Linked DNA regions of Mus musculus: region 1 is linked to region 2. A link is a contact called in public Hi-C data. All regions are on one chromosome and are shown on one strand. The core of a region is the stretch at or near the end of the contact, and the rest is flanking DNA. Distances in the headings are between cores, read along the strand shown. Region 1 overlaps Lrmda (leucine rich melanocyte differentiation associated). Region 2 overlaps Lrmda (leucine rich melanocyte differentiation associated).

Region 1 (2,700 bases), core at 181-2,680, 740 kb before region 2:
AAAATATAAGACAAAACGAACATGGGGTAAAGTTCTGTATAAAATTCACCCACTTTCTTGTTGCCAAGACAAAATATAATCTATGAAAACATACATGTATGTATGCATATGTGTATACACATACCACAATTAGCCACACATTAGTATACATCTATTAGAGGTTCTCAGTCCAGGCTTTAATGACCTCCTTACTACATTGAGATATTATAAGTTTTTAGACCATAAGAAATGGAGAGGCATTTCTTCCTTTGTGTCTCATAAATGGCCAGTTCAGACATAAGCAGTCTGGCTTGGGAGAAGCTGAATCCTGAAGAGAATGGCCAACCATATTCCACAGACAGAATGAAATCATTCACTTAATCCCCGAACTCGTATCTAATGGATGTGAGTACATCTTGTGTTTTGTCCTAGGCACTAGAGGTTTGTGAGCAAAATAGGCAGAAATACTACCAGCCTTGCAACTAGTACAGAATTGGGAAAATACAGAAATCAAAAACACCTCCTTCACTATCCTACTAAAATCAGTTACAGACTCAATGTGGAGCCCAGTAAAATGTGCTAGCTCTTGTATAGGTTTTCTGTACACACTGCCATGGCTTCTGTGTCTTAAAAGAGCACAGACTTACTGTTTGAATGTTAGCCATTTGTAAACAGGTCCTGGTAGGTGAAATCAAGCTGCTTCTTTTGGATGCTGTGAGGAGTAGAAATGCTTGGAGTTGCCCCTGCCCTGTCTCTCCTGCATTTCTTTCTTTCCATCATCAAAGTGCACTCCCATCTCAGCCCTCTTCATCGCATCACCTCCTGTCCCTGTGACTTTCTCTGAGTCCCTCTACCCAGTGACTGTGTTTATACCAGGCCCATGTGAACAGCCAGAGCTCTTCGAGCTTTGACTGATGGCCTAGAGGCACAATGCTTTCTTGCTCGTTTCACCATTCCATGGTGAAAGACAACAAAACATTCGAGAATCAAAGATCACAAGAATGTTCAAGGTCTGGGTTTCCAAGAGTAAGTAAGATGATGTACTGGAAATGTGTACTGCTATTATTATACCGTTGTTACAATTATCCAGTGATACAATTATCATAGTTGAGCCCACGTCTTCGACTATACAAACCATTGCAATGTCCAGAACTCTCTTCCCACTACTTAAATTACAATCTACTTTGTAAGTCCCTGCCTTGTTCATTCTCTCTGCCTCCTCAGCTAGGAGTGATGCTGTTTTCTTCCCTTCCAACCTCCAGTAATGTAAGCACCAACCATTTAAGACTATGTTATTATCATTGTCATTATTATTATTAGCCACACACACACACACCCATGTATTGTGAGGAAGGCAGAGATGTTTGTCCTATTGCTTACTTAGCACAGAGATGAGGCCACAGTAGATCATTTTTTTTAGATCACTAAGTGACTAAGTGGACTGGTTCCAGAGTTTAGTCCTCAGGGGTCTGCATGAAAAGCACAGTTCCAATGTCACATTCAAGGGGAGCCAGCTGTGAGCTTCCTCATTCCCCTACTACACTGCACTCTGACTTCCAAAATGAAAGCAATCCCCATCTTTCCCAGACATCATGTACAAGATGATGCCCTCCCAACCAGGATGAGGACGGCTTCTGGCCTCCATCTGTGTGCCAAGTAGCACAAGTGTCTGCTATACACCCTGAGGAAGGCAAACAGGACACAGAATAGAACAAAGAGCTCACACCAGTCAAAGCCAGTTTGAGCCAGTCCGCACTGCTCTGAGAACTCCACCCCCCCTCCCTCCCAGCTGGCAAGAGGACAAGAAGAAGATCACTGACTTCAATCTTTGGCCTCCTAACCACGAAAGGACTTGTGAAGGTGAACGGTTTGCAGACGAAGGGGGATATAAAAGAGACAAAACCAGGATAAAAATTAAATAAAAAGTAGCTGTCTTAAACTGTAATTGCAGTCCTCTGCTGAGCACGCTTGCAGATATATAAATGTGATTTACCATCAGCTTGCAACTACAAATCAGGTCTTGAGAAACACTTGTGCTATGAAATTGTTTAATCTCATCAAGCTCTGCTTTCACAGCAAGCCATAAATCACGGAGTCTTTGTTATCATAGACCTCCACCAGCGCCTCTCTGGCAGGCCATGGATCGTGGGTATATATAATCTTGACTGCACAAACACTGGGGTCGACGCAGGCTGAAATACTTTCATAATAGCCACTGTGCAGCTGCTGGAACACAAGCCCATGATGGATATCTCATTTCCTACAGTCGGCATCTATTTCGAGCAAATTATTACCACATAAATTTCTTGTCAACAGAAACGGCCAATTAATTAAGTTAAAAATTTACTTGTGATCACATCTACAAACCAAATAGAACGGCAAGGCAATTTTCCAGTTACTGAATATACTGCAGGTCAGTTTAATGAATAATTTTTAACTTTGTCATAAACTCAAAGACAGGCTAATATCTCCAGAAAACTGAATGGAGACCAGCTGCCGACAGATTTACACAAAATATATTTATGGGGAATTTGATTGCTGACATCTGGGGACAGAAATAAACTTTCTATAATTACAGAGACATCTTTGCCATATATATGGATTTCTTTCACCCAAAAATGCAAATATGTCCTCAGGAAGGGTATATTTATATGTTCAGGCAGGGCTACAATGGGGTTCGATGGCTTTTGGAGAAATCATTGCATTAAATTTCTTTGCTAG
Region 2 (2,700 bases), core at 26-2,525:
AAGGGGTCATTCCGTGGGAACCCCTTTCTAGGATGGAATTTTCTGGAAGCTTTCCACAGTACCAGGCTACCCCACCTGAGATTGAAATCAGCAAAGGAGAACAGAAAGTGGACACTATTGAGAGTTTATTGTCTATTATAATGCTAAGTGCGGCCCCCAAAGACCTGGAGTCTGCACGTGGTCCCTGAGACCATGCCCCCAAGTTATTTCTGATTGGTAGATAAAGATGCCAACAGCCAATAGCTGGGCAGAAGAGACATAGGCGGGGTTTAGGTTGCCCAGGTTTAAGGTCAGAGGAGAACCATGAGGGGGAAGCAGCGGAGGAAAAGGAAGAGAAGCCACCATTGGGTAGGAGTCAAGAGAACTTGGCTCTAAGGGCTGACCAATTGGAGTTAAGAGCAGCCCAGATGAAACACAGTAAATAATAACTCAGGGTTATAGATAGGAAAATACATTCCAACAACACAAAGGGTGGTATCTGCCCAACTATTTTGCTGTTTAAGGCTTATTGTAAATATAAAGTGTGTGTGTGTTTCTCAACCAGGAACTTATATGGTAGAAACATTGGGCCAGGATTTAAATACATTGGACAACAGAACACAGCCTTGTTCAACCAAGGCCAAGACACCTCTTTGCCTGGAAGAGAGAATGACCCTCAGACCTTATCAGTCCCTCACAGCTGCACAACTCCACAGCTGCCCAGGATAGGTAGAGATGGCCTTAATAAAGAAGTAGTTGATAAGTGCATATTAACGTTTGCAGGACAGCTCAAGGCAGGGACAAAAACACCTAGTCCTCCAGCAGAGAGCCATGGAAGGAATTCACCCAGGCAAAGGAGAAAGGTACCATCAACAAACCCTGCCCCCAAAACCCATCCCTCCACAGTTGCTACATTCATTGATACAGATACAAGCAAGCCAAAGATGAGAATGCAATAAAATTTTCCTGCCCAAGTAGAGCTGCAGCACACGCACCCCACCCCCCAAGTCCCTCTCGGTGAAGGCCTCATTACCACTTCTTGCAATCTCCCAGGCTCCCTTCTGGAAGGCTTCAAAGTCACCACCAACCAACCCTTCCTGACACACAATGGCATTTAATAATTGCTTACGGTTCTCGCCTGGGAAGCCAGGCAAGCACCCACAATTCATTACATGTGTGACCTTTCGAGCCCTCAGCCCCCAAATGATTTTCACTCACTTTAATCTGAGTCCGATTCAAAACAGATCTGCTGTCAGCAGCCAGAGTTCCATAGCCCCAGAGATGGGGCAGCGCCTACAGCTAATCTTTTAGTGCCTTAATCATAAAATGTGGCCCTTCCCCAGCTGTTTTCACCCAAATAGCCAGAAAAGGGGATTGAGCATGGCGTGAGAAATGGTGAATTATGAACTGTAAGGAAGTATTTCCGTAAGCCAGATTGGATGCTAAAACTTTAGCTGGGCTCTCAGCAATTGAGAAGTTGTTTTGCAAACACCCAAACCAGACTCTCAAAGCCTGCATTACACAGAAGAGCTGCCACCAGGTGCCAGGTCAGGGAAGGGACAGACAAGCCACTTGACCACGTAGGCTCCATCTTTTTCTAAAATATTGCCACTACAGATTTTTTTTGCAACGTGATGCAAAGTGCATTCAACAGGTCCACACATGCGCGGAGTTTGCCTAAATTTAGTGGGTGTTAATTGAAATCAGAGCTACAGTCGTTACCACCGACAGGTTTCTAAACACTACCCAATAAATTGTGTGTCTGTTTCAGACTCTCTATGACAGCTGGCCGTGAAAAGCAGAAAGAGGGACTGGGGGAAAAAATGGTCTTCTGATGTCCTTCAGTGTGCTCAGCAAAGGACGTCTGCGCACGGGTCTGGCCTGTGTCTGTGCGCACAGATGTGTGTGTAGATAAACACGAGGTGGACGTGCATGCCTTGCCCATTTTTAGAAGGTGAACAAGAGATGTGTGCAGCCACACATGCCCACTCTCCGTGCTCTGGTACCCTGCTTCTGTGAACCCTGGGCCTCCAGTGAAATAAAACAGCCCTCTCCCGACGTGGCAAAAGCATCCTGGCTAATGTAGAAAAGGGCCTTTGGTTCAGCTTGTGAACTCTCTTGGAAAGTCTGTTTCCCTCCCTTTCTCTCTGGCCCGCCTTAACAGCATCAGGTAAACCTTGTTTTAATTTTAAAAGCAAAATTAAAATCCCCTCCAAAACAGAGAATTTAAGGGTCAGTCAGAAAATGTCTGCCACACGTAGAATCTGAAAAGAAGGAGGGGAACACTCAGGGGAGGGAGGGGAAAGTGAAGAAAGAAAATGGGTTTTCCAGAGTTTCCTCAGAAAAATACCAACTCTATCCTCCCAACAACTCCCTGGTTCACTGTGTGCTTTTGTGACTTGAAAGGGGTAAGCTTTGTACTGAGTCACGACGAGCTGAAATGAGAAAGGAAGGATAGGCAAGCCTTGAGGGCTTGAGGCCTTCCTGGGAAAGGTCCTCCCAGGACTAGCAGAATTACAGGCCTTGCTGTGGATCTATTCCACTCAGAATAATTGCTTGATGTTGAAGCCATCTGGGACAGTCCCGTCTAAGAAGTCCCCTTTCTCATATCTCTGTGGTGTCTGGGGCATACCTCAGGTGTCCTATGGGAAGGATGGTCAGGACACTTGAGTTAGGTCTGCTGAACAGCAGGTAAGCACTAGGTAGGAACCTGTGAGACAA

The links. A called contact is a pair of places that touch in the nucleus more often than the background predicts.
Region 1: a contact with region 2 is called in a Hi-C map of the N1E-115 cell line, with 4 times the contacts expected there. The contact joins two enhancer-like sites. A contact is called at or near these places in 1 of 39 promoter capture datasets (hippocampal neurons), 1 of 484 Hi-C or Micro-C datasets (the N1E-115 cell line) and 1 of 9 other capture datasets (embryonic trunk).

Annotation. Positions count from the first base shown.
Region 1 is chr14:22,782,876-22,785,575 of GRCm38.p6, reverse strand. The region is part of intron 5 of Lrmda (leucine rich melanocyte differentiation associated); the gene reads right to left. The region is part of intron 1 of Gm30926 (a long non-coding RNA gene); the gene reads left to right. Among named protein-coding and RNA genes, the nearest start is that of Gm30926, 17 kb to the left of the region's middle. Within about 2 kb of position 1,430, at least 60 of the 459 cell types and tissues checked have an H3K27ac peak or open chromatin away from gene starts, as enhancers often do. A contact at or near this core is called in the N1E-115 cell line, where this site is marked.
Region 2 is chr14:22,047,471-22,050,170 of GRCm38.p6, reverse strand. All of the region lies in intron 2 of Lrmda (leucine rich melanocyte differentiation associated), which reads right to left. Gm41107 (a long non-coding RNA gene) reads right to left here. Exons shown (of 2, transcript XR_874399.2): 2 at 1-2,700. Among named protein-coding and RNA genes, the nearest start is that of Gm41107, 18 kb to the right of the region's middle. Within about 2 kb of position 1,275, at least 15 of the 459 cell types and tissues checked have an H3K27ac peak or open chromatin away from gene starts, as enhancers often do. A contact at or near this core is called in the N1E-115 cell line, where this site is marked.